4 separate regions of the Mus musculus genome follow, and regions 2, 3 and 4 are each linked to region 1. The links are chromatin contacts, called in public promoter capture Hi-C maps. All regions are on one chromosome and are shown on one strand. The core of a region is the stretch at or near the end of the contact, and the rest is flanking DNA. Distances in the headings are between cores, read along the strand shown.

The links. Promoter capture Hi-C pulls out the DNA fragments that hold promoters and counts their contacts.
Region 2: a contact with region 1 is called in a promoter capture Hi-C map of hippocampal neurons, with 5 times the contacts expected there. The contact joins the enhancer-like site here to the promoter of Plscr2 in region 1. A contact is called at or near these places in 5 of 39 promoter capture datasets (cranial neural crest, hematopoietic stem and progenitor cells, hippocampal neurons and 2 more) and 2 of 9 other capture datasets (adipose tissue and liver).
Region 3: a promoter capture Hi-C map of pre-B cells shows a contact between it and region 1, with 5 times the contacts expected there. The contact joins the enhancer-like site here to the promoter of Plscr2 in region 1. A contact is called at or near these places in 5 of 39 promoter capture datasets (the 3T3-L1 cell line, the C10 cell line, cranial neural crest and 2 more).
Region 4: a contact with region 1 is called in a promoter capture Hi-C map of liver, with 2.5 times the contacts expected there. The contact joins the promoter of Tbc1d2b here to the promoter of Plscr2 in region 1. A contact is called at or near these places in 4 of 39 promoter capture datasets (hematopoietic stem and progenitor cells, hippocampal neurons and liver).

Annotation. Positions count from the first base shown.
Region 1 is chr9:92,274,347-92,276,857 of GRCm38.p6, forward strand. Plscr2 (phospholipid scramblase 2) reads left to right here and starts at 1,256. Exons shown (of 8, transcript NM_008880.3): 1 at 1,256-1,667.
Region 2 is chr9:94,648,940-94,651,450 of GRCm38.p6, forward strand. No RefSeq gene overlaps it. Among named protein-coding and RNA genes, the nearest start is that of Slc9a9, 20 kb to the right of the region's middle. Within about 2 kb of position 1,257, at least 9 of the 459 cell types and tissues checked have an H3K27ac peak or open chromatin away from gene starts, as enhancers often do. A contact at or near this core is called in hippocampal neurons, where this site is marked.
Region 3 is chr9:94,612,841-94,615,351 of GRCm38.p6, forward strand. No RefSeq gene overlaps it. Among named protein-coding and RNA genes, the nearest start is that of Gm39404, 29 kb to the left of the region's middle. Within about 2 kb of position 1,256, at least 30 of the 459 cell types and tissues checked have an H3K27ac peak or open chromatin away from gene starts, as enhancers often do. A contact at or near this core is called in pre-B cells, where this site is marked.
Region 4 is chr9:90,269,516-90,272,026 of GRCm38.p6, forward strand. Tbc1d2b (TBC1 domain family, member 2B) reads right to left here and starts at 1,254. Exons shown (of 13, transcript NM_194334.2): 1 at 837-1,254. The coding sequence starts at 1,196.

The sequences.
Region 1 (2,511 bases), core at 6-2,505:
TCTGATCAAGGGTGAGGAAGAAGCCTTTCATTATGTAGTCATGGCTCCCCCGCTCCCCCCCCCCCTTTGTCTGCCTATCAGGAGCTCTACTAGTCCCTCTCTAGAATTTTTATCTGTTGAGGAGTTTTTAAAAATTCTGTAGTCATTTTGTGGGGAGCAGTGAAGGGAGGCAGGAGAAACAGTCCAGCTTTGTGTGAAAGAAAAGCGAACTCAGGAAGTGAGGTGTCTGATGATTAACAAGTACACTTAAAGTTTAGACTTTACTGTGGTTGAGAGGTCACGAAAGCACTGAAAAGGGAGAGTCCAGAGTGCACCACACAGACAGGCTGAGCTGGGCCATGTGAGGAGAGGGGAGGGGAAGAGGAAGGCAGTAGAAGGGAGATAAGAGATGGTCTGCCAACTAAGGAGGGGATAGCCGGGGACAAGAGACTGGCCAAGAGGGTAAAGGATAGACCAAAAAACAAAACAAAACAACAACAACAAACCAAACAAACAAGGAAAACACCTAAAAAACAACAACCACAAACCAAACAAAAAGCAAGGCAAACCAAAAAAACATCCAGGTAACTTACATGATTGGATTTTATAGGGAAGAGCAGCCCAGCCTGTTGGCTGGAGGAGAATTTAGGGTACCAAACCAAATATGGCAGTCAGGCCCTGAAACGGGTAGGGAGTGAGGGATGCAGGGAGAACCAGGTAGCCAGCATTCAATTTCATATGTTAATGGAACTCAGCCCTTTGTCTCTGGTTTGAGACCTACTAAAGAGACTATTTCCAGCTTTTGTACTCAAGCTTGCATACTCTTCTCAATGACTAGAACATCTACAAGACATATATGTTAAAATTAGACTCTGCCTCCAGGTAGACAAAACACAAGCAGTCTTGTGGGTTTGGCTTGATATGACTAGCTGTTGCATCTGGAGAGCACTCTGGGTTGCCGTTCTGGTGCCATGAATATCGAGTGGCAGTATTTAATAAAGCCTCTTATTAAAACTTACCTGTGGTGGTGGTGAATCTCGGAGTGACCCCAGACCCATAACAGTCATAGGGAGACTCCGTCTCAAAGAGGCTCATTCACCTGAATGTGAACAACTGTCCCAAGATTGTGACAAAAATATAATAAGGAAAAATAATATTGGTGGTCCTACCGGCTCCTGCTGGTACTCAGTAGAAGAAGTTAGGCATTTGAGAACTATCGGGATATGCACTCTGACTCTCCTAACACAAAACAAAACAAAACAAAACAAGAAGGAAGGGAAAGCATTCCTGAGTCTCCTTTTGAATCAGTGCCAGCATTTGAAGAATGCAGTGGAGGTCAGAGTAAAGGGAATGCCAGTAAGTGTTCCTTTGGCGTTCCAGAACTGTGCACAGACCAGATATTCATTTCTACTGAGAGCCTCTGCCAGGAGCAGCTAACAATTCTCAAAGGACTTAGAACTCAGACAGGGTTTCAATTTGGTTGCGTATCTTTCCAGTCAGGAAAAGGAAATCTAAAGACTCAGGAAACAAAACCTAAACTGCCTCAAAGTCCAGGTGCTTTTTCTCCCTGACTTTAGTCTAGTGGAGTAGTGCAGCACCTATGCCTTTCTGAGAGGAGTCTGGAGAGCTGAGTCGCTGCTGGTGCTAGGATTCTAGGAATTCGCCTCACTTGGAGCTGCATGAGAAAGGTAAGCCAGATGCCCTCTAAAGAGATCCATGACCTTCACCGGACCCAGAACTTTTATAAGCCCTGCGAAGAGAAATCTGAGGGTGGAGATTTAAGCTGGAAGTTAGGAAAGGTGACCAAGAAGGTGACTGGGAAGGGGAGGTGGGCACACGGGCAAGGGAAGTACCTCTGCCTGGAGAGGTAAAATGTAGTTCAGTCAGGTTTGTCTGTGGGCAGGTAGGAGTTTCGGGTTATTTTCCTGTATCTTGTAACAAGCAGCCAGCCAGTTATTCACTTGTCCAGTGGATATTGCCTTTATGTGTTCTATTTCTTTCCATTTCAAGCCTCTTGGTTGTAAACAAAATTTCCTGTTTTATTAGGAGAAGGCTCTTAACTTATTGGAGGTCAGAGGCACCTCTTGTACTTTTGTAAAACAAACAAACAACCCCGTTAATTTTAGACACAAAGAGGCCGAAAGTACAGCGACTCCTCATGACTGAGTAATCAGACTTTGACAGCTGGCAGTTGGAACCAGTACCTGGGAGGTCTCACACATACGTTCAAGAGTAACTTGGCCCAGATAGCTCACCTCCAAGGGCCACTCTCAAAAGACAGTTATAGCTATAAACCATATTATTTAACAAGCAAGTGGAGTACCCGCATATCTATAGACAAAGCAGGAGCGTTAAGGCCAGTAATTGTTCTTATCGGTTTTAGTTAGACACACATTCCCTTTTAAGAGGGTGTTTTGAGAGTCTGCTTGCCTCTTTCTTGCAGCATATTTTATTAACCTTTTACGAATATCATTTCTGGTCTAGTGACTGCTATTACCTTATGCCTCTGCTTGTTATCCCCCTGGCCAGAGT
Region 2 (2,511 bases), core at 7-2,506, 2.4 Mb after region 1:
GAATAGCTACCATTTGTCAAAAGGACTTTCTTCATCAAAGCATGGGGGGGCATCCCTGAGACTCTCCACTGACCTTGGCCCCTTTTCCCTGTGGCTTCCCTCCAAGCAAGTCAGAAGGATGTACTTGGGAAGAAACAAAACCATAGCAACAATAAAATATCCACATTGCTGTCTGTGGTAGTTTGAATGAGATGTCTCCCACAGTCTCAAGCACTTGAACACCTGGTCCCTAATTGATGAAGCTGTTTGAGAGATTTAGGAGTCATTTAGGATTTGTTGGAGGAAATATGACAGGAGAGGTGGGATTTGAGAGTTTAAAGACTCTCACCATGTCTAGTTCACTTTCTGCTTGGTTTTTTAAATTCAAAAATGAGTTGTCTGCCTGCTGTTCCAAGCCATTATGCCCACCATGATTGGCTCCCATCTGCCATCCTAGACTCTAACCCTCTGAGACTGTAAGCCCAAATAAACTCTTCCCAAATAAAAGACAATAGACTGTTTTGTCTTGGTGTTATCATAGCAACCGAAATGTAACTGATATACTTTCTAATTTTCTTACCTTTTCAGTGGTCATGTGATTCAGGGCTAGAAGAATGGTTTGTGAGGTAAATTTTGTTAAAAAACAAACAAACAAACAAAACAAGCAAAAAAAGGAATAAATATAGTTAGATTCCTTCCTTTCCATCTCATACCTTCACAATAAGTATGTCTTGAGGAGCTGTAGCAGCCATTTTGAGATCAGGAAGTGACACGCCAATTCATCAAGGATTATAAAGGAAAAATATACAGTGACATTGGCTATTTGATGTTGCTATGGAATCAACATCTTCCCTTGGTGTCTTACCCCAGAATCTTCATTACATGAGAGTAATATTAATAAATACTTCTTTATATAAATAAGAAGTATTTGTAGGGTATTCTTTTAGTCCCATTTCAAGAAAATACAGTTGTGCCTTGTAATCTCCCTGAATTGGTTCTAAAATCCTGCCCTGCCCAGCCACCTAGATAGCAAAATCTTTGACTCTTTGATTAGACTGGATCATCTGATGGCATGATATAACTTGTGCTTATGCTCCTATGTACAAATCATCTCTGGATTGCAGATAGTAGCTAATTCAATGTAAAATATCTGTGAGTGGTTAGGCTGAATCCTTGGGGCACAATGACAAAGAAAAAAGCCTATACATGTTCAGTGCAGATGCTTTTCTAAAAAAAGAATATCTCAATCTTAGAGTGCTTGAATCCACAGCCGTGCAGCCCACACACTGGGAGTGCTGGCTCTGTATTATTTATACCACCCAGGGTTTTTTCTTAGGAACACAACAAGACAACTGCCACAAGAGAACATTGAGCATCATAAAATGAGAACTAATTTTAAAGTCTCTTTTTAAAGGAATCAGATGGTTTTCTGAGAAGCTCAGGTAGGAGACATTTCACAGGCATGCTCCATGATAAAATGGGATGTGTCACATGCTCCTTTCCGCAGCACACAAAAGCTGTTGTGTCCCTAAATCATTAATAACCAGTTAGTGTTTTCAAAGCACTTGGCCATCTTTTCATGTTTCCTCCTCAGGATCTCTGTAGCAGATTGTAAATCTCATCTAACAATGGAAGAACTGAGAGCAAGGCTTTTCAAAGGCTCTCTCAGGAATGGGCCGGTGGCAGACTCAGAACTAAAACTCAAAGAACTTTGCATACTCTTGTAGTTGGTTTTCTCTGGTAAGTCTAATCTGACATGGCCCAAGGAAGAGCCATAGTTAAAAAATGTTTCATCTCCTATGTATATTTAAAATAAAGTTCATATACGTGTATGAAAATGTTATGATAAACCCATCATTATATATAAAATGACTGTACAAGACGGCAAAGGAAAGGGGAAAATGGCTTCTTAATATGCAGACAACTCTGCCCAAAATTGCCATGCTGGATGTGATATCATATTTCCTGCTTTCTGGAAGCACTAGGCAATGAGAAATGAAGGGTTGATCTTTTGATATTACATTTTCTTAAAGTAGACAATGAAGAAAATAGCTCATTGTCAGAACAGAATGAAGGTTTTTCCTTACTTTTAGACAAACAAACAACAAATTGCGGAATTATTTCTCAGACCACACCTGAAGTTCCAACACGGCAGGGGGTGGGGGAAGCTGAGGAAAGAGGATCATGTGGTAAGACCCTCAAAGAGCTATTTTTGATTAAAAAATATGCATTCAGAAGTACAGAGCTCAGAATACACCCCTGTCTTCTGAAACCCAAGAAAATGTTCTGGAAGTTCAATAATGATCTGATTGACGAAACAGAAACGTGGCCTTTAATTATTCTAGTTTCAAGAATAAATTCATGCATTTCAAAGCTTCACATTAGTAAGATTTATGTGATATGAGTTCAAAAGGGGAAAATGGGGAGGGGGTTGCTCAGATGGAAACACAAAGAGCCCTAATTAAGCATGCCTTGTTGCTATCTTTGTTTCCAAATGGAAAGACCTGGAGGCAAGAACCCTGTGTCCCTGCT
Region 3 (2,511 bases), core at 6-2,505, 2.3 Mb after region 1:
TCAATCACTACTCCTCTTTCTTCAAGCTCATAAACAAAAACCAGTGCAAAGGTTCTTGATGCCTAACCTTCACTTCAAACAAGGCAAGGCTTCTGTTGGATAGTACACCAAGGTTCCAACTCTGCCTGTTTAATGCTCACACACACACACACACACACACACACACACACTAAGCATTAGTTGGCTAGGTGGTGGTTTGAATAAGAATGGCCCTATATTTTATAGGCTATATTGCCTATATTTTATAGGCTCATATATTGGAATATGTGGTCCAAGGTTGGCGGGGCTGCTTGGGAAGGATTATGAGGTGTGACGTGGTTGGAGAAAGTATGTCACTGGGGACTTTGAGATATCAAAAGGACTCCCACCGGTACCAGAACGCATGATCTACCCCATCCTTGTTATTGTTGTCATTCAAGACAGTAGCTCTCAGTTGTTCCTTTGTTCCACTGCCATAGACTCTAATTCTCCGAAACCTTAAGCCAAATTAAATACTTTCTTTTTAAAGTTGCATTTGTCATGGTGTTGGATCACAGCAATAGAAAAGTAGCTGAAGCAGTTGGAAAACACATATTAAAGTCTATGAAAGAAGCTGGGCGTGGTGATACATTCCAGTAATCCCAGTATTTATGAAGGAGAATTGGGAGTTAGGGTCATCCTCACCTAAATGGCCATATTGAGCTACATTAGACCCTATCTCAAGATGAAATAAAATAAAATAAAATAGTATAACATAAAATAAAAAATATCCAGGCATATTGCTTCATGCCTATTGTCCTAGCACTTGTAGGTAGAGACAAGACAATCTACAGTTCAAGGTCAGCTTGATCTTTATAGTAAGACTCTGTCTCATAATAATAATGATAATGATAATAATAATAATAGTTAATGAAATACATACCCATCTGCCAGAATATCCAGTATCCCAGGTAAATAAAGGAAGTAAACAAAGGAAATTAAAGAATCGTGTTTAGAAGTCAAGACAGGTGTTAAACTCACTGTGTAAAGACGGAAAAGTGTGGATTCTAAGCATTTTACTAGATGAGTAGCACACACTGAACAAACATGCTTATCAGCTGGATCGTGAGTGTGATGTTGCACTCTATCTTTCCTGTGGCTTTCTAATTCTATAAGAGAAGAAGGTTGACGTCTTTTACTCAGGCATCCATTTACATGGCACTGAGGATAAGAGAGATGGAGAGAATGCAGATGTCAGGCATGCTTGGTACCATGTGCAGAGAGAGACCCCTGCTGGAACATTTTTATCTCTGTAGTTGAGAAAGTCTAAATCAACCCCCGGAGACTGTAGGATAAAAGAGATAGCCATGACTCTGCAGGTTTTAAGTCTGAACATTTTTTTTTGTCCCATGATAGAAAATATTTAACTTCACACACACACACACACACACACACACACACACACACACAAACACACACATCTTTAACAAGGCAGGACTTAGAGATTTCAGGTTTTGGTTTTTATTTCCTTTTTGATCTCCCCGCTTGAGAAACAAAACAGAAGGATCTGACTTTAACGTCCCAGCCCGAGCTACTATTTCTCTGGTGGGATGCCACAGCCCCTCCCCTCATTTCCTAAGCACTGTTGTCAAGCTTGGCTATTCTTCAGCACTGTGTGGGAGTATGCCCCTGGAGGTGGCTATGGACTCCATTGTGGACTAGTGTCACTTAGCCACATTTGCCATGGTGAGATCAGATGAATTCTAATGGTCTGTATCCTACAACTGACCTTACTAGGATCCTCTGAGGGATGCTGTTGGAATTTGGAGTTATACATTATGAGAGCTGAGTTTCCAGGCAGTCAGGCCCTGGAATAAAGAGCTCCTTACCAAAACACTGACCCGAGAGACCTTACTAGAGTTAGTGATAGATATAGAGTATGTTACCCAGCATGCAGTGGGAAGTGATGCTAGACCAGATCCTGCTCGGGCTCTCCAGCTTTGGTAAAGTGTTTGCCACGGATTCCTTAGGCAGAAGGCATGCACAGCATATTGGAATGTAATTTGACTTGCCTCTATCCCTGCACTTTCTGTTTCCCAAGTAAAATGCTATTTAAAAAAAAAAAAAAAGTCCTCTTTTCCCTTACCCAGAATGCTACATGTTCACATTCCTTCCTCCTTCACTTGGACCACACTTAAATCACTAGGTTCTACTAATGACTGGTTCTGGTTTTATATACTTGCGATTTCTTCATTTGCTTGCTTATATTTTATTGAAATATAACAAATCTACATGTATGAGAGATATATATGTGATATTTTGATGCATGCATTCAAGCTACAATGACAGGCATAATCATATTTCTATCACTTTGAACACTTATTATTTCTCTGTGCTGTCGTCATCCAAAGCCCCCTTTTCTAGCTACTTTAAAGCTGTCCTACATTTACCCCACTACGCAATAGGACACTAGAATTCTCTCTCCCTTCTGTACTCGGGTACTCATTATCCACCCTATCTCCACCCCTCACCCTGTCCTCACTTCGTGACATG
Region 4 (2,511 bases), core at 4-2,503, 2.0 Mb before region 1:
TCAGGGAACCAAGCGGGGAGCAAGGCCCAGAGTGAGAGGCAGCCCAGCCCTAGGCCAGGGGTCCAGGCCCTTGGGTGCTCCAAACAGGACCATTCCTAGGAGATGTCAAGGTCCTGGCCTTTAGAACTCTCAGCAACAGGGAAATGCTGCCCCGGGACTGGTGACCATTGCCAAGCCTCCAATACTCAAATCTCTCTGGGGAAGCCTAAGGAAGCCTCCCATAAGCTGAAGCAACCCCTCCCACCTTTTCCAAGAAGCAAGAGTGGGCACTGCTGGAGTACCCCGACCTCTCTAGAGGGGGCTGTGGCAAATTAGTTCCCGGGGCCCTGGTATCACTTGCCTCTGGCTATAGCACTCAATGTACCATATTTACTAAACACTTGAGAGTGGAAACCACTTAATCCCAATACTGTTGTCCCCACTTTACAGAGCAGGCAGCTGAAGCACAGAGGGGTCTTTCAGAGGACCCAAGGTCACAGGAGGAGTTATAAATTAGGCAGGGATGGAGGGTGGAAGCCTGCAACTGTGGGAGGGTCTCCCACAGCATCCAAGGAATGGTGAGCGTGGACACAGGAGGGAAGCGAGGAAAGGCGTATCGGGAGATAATGGGTCAAAGTGTCAAAAGATTAGCTGTGTAACCCCCAACCCTGACTCAGCCTCATAGTCCAAGCACAGGTAAAGGGCAAAAAAAGATAAGAATGAGGAAGGAATCAGAGTAGGCAGTGGCAAAGAGAGGCTTGGGCAGGACAGGAGGAGGCCTTTGGGACAAGGAAGGAAGGTGGAGGGGGAAATCTGCTGACGGGACACGAGTGGGCACCGGGGCGCGATCGTCCCACCTTGAGCACGGTGACTGCACCGGCGCTGTGCACCTGGAAGTGTGTGGGCGGATCTGCTCCGGGCTCCGCAGCCTCATCGCGGCCCTGGTAGCTGAAGCAGGCGTCGGCGATGTCCAGGTGGCCGAGCGGCAGAGCGTCCTGGGGACTCTTGAAGTAGTAGAGGTAGCAGCGGCGCGAGTCAAACACGAACCAGCGGCTGCGGTAGCCGCGCAACGGGCCCTTGCCCGACAGCTTCTGCAGGTAGCCGCACAGCCGCGAGGGCTCCCGTCCCGCCACCGCCCCAGCCTCCGAGCCTGTTCCCGGTACCGCTCCCTCACCACCACTGCAGCTCTCCTCCACGCCGTCCCCGGCCCCCGGCATGGCCTGCCGCCGGCGCCCGCGCCCGCGCTCCCGCCCCGCGCTCCTCCGGGCCGCCGCCGCAGCGCCCACCTCCCCGCGCCGCGCCCTCCGCAGGGCCGTGGCGCGCTGAGCAGCCTGGGACTTGTAGTCCCGCCCCCGCCGCGCCCCCGCAGCGTGGGTAGCCTGGGTTCTTTAGCGATCCAGGCTAGCTCCACCCGTCCTCTACTAGTTGTTTTTTTGGGCATTCAAGGTCCGCCCTATCCCGGGAGAAAAAGTTCTGTTTCTTTATGCGAGCGTGGATTCCACGAGTGGGTTTCTAAAAAAAAACTAAGGAAAGTCTACTTAACACTGCCCTGAACTCCGAATAAGCTTTGATTTTAAAATCCGTGTCCAGCCAGTCATAGGCTCATACTACGAAAATGAGAGCGCCTGTTGCCTGGTACAGAGTGGGTGTTCGGTAAATATTTGTAGAGTTTGTGAATGGAAGCCAAAGTATGTACTGCCTCTCTACATCCTGGTTTGTTCACTGAATGAAAAAAAATTTATGGAGGGCGTTCTGTGTAGGATTCACACACTGGAGACTTGGCAGTGACTTCCTAGCCTCATGGAGATTATATTCTAATAAAGCACAACAATAATTCACACATTTTAAAAGGCAAACAAATAGAAGTTGTTTTGCTGCACAAATGCCCTTATGACCTGGAAATAAGGATGGTTGCTTAAAATACCACTGTGCTGGTAGTGTTTTGTTGTCTTGACCCAAGCTATAGTCCTTTGGGAAAAAGGAATTTTAATTGGGGGGGGGGGGAAGCTGGCAAGTCTGGGAGGCATTTTCTTGATTGATGATTGATGTGGGAGGGTCCAGCCCACTGTGGACCGTGCCACCCCTGAGCAGGTGGTCCTGGATGAAGTAAGAAAGCAGGCTGGGGAAACAGTGACGGGCGAGTCATAAGAGGGCAAGCTGTGTGGAGCAGTCCTCCATAGTTCCTGCTTCCAGGTTCCTGCCTTTTGGTCATGGTTCTTTATTACAGCAATAGAGACCCTAACTATAAGACATCACTTGCCAGTGATTACTTGAGGGTGTCGGGAATGTAGGACTGAGACAAGCTCTCTCCACATAGCCTGGGCTGGCACTGAGCCTTGGATATCTTCCTGCCTCCACCTCCCAAGTGGTAGGATTACAGGAATGTGCTAGCCCCACCCAGCTTCCTAGTACTTCCTGTATCAACTTATTTGAACCCTCAGAACAACCTCACAAGGTGTTTTTAAGTGCTTAACAAAACAAAACATAGTAAAAGGATGGAGTTTGTAAAGGAAGATGAAGGTAAGCTACTTT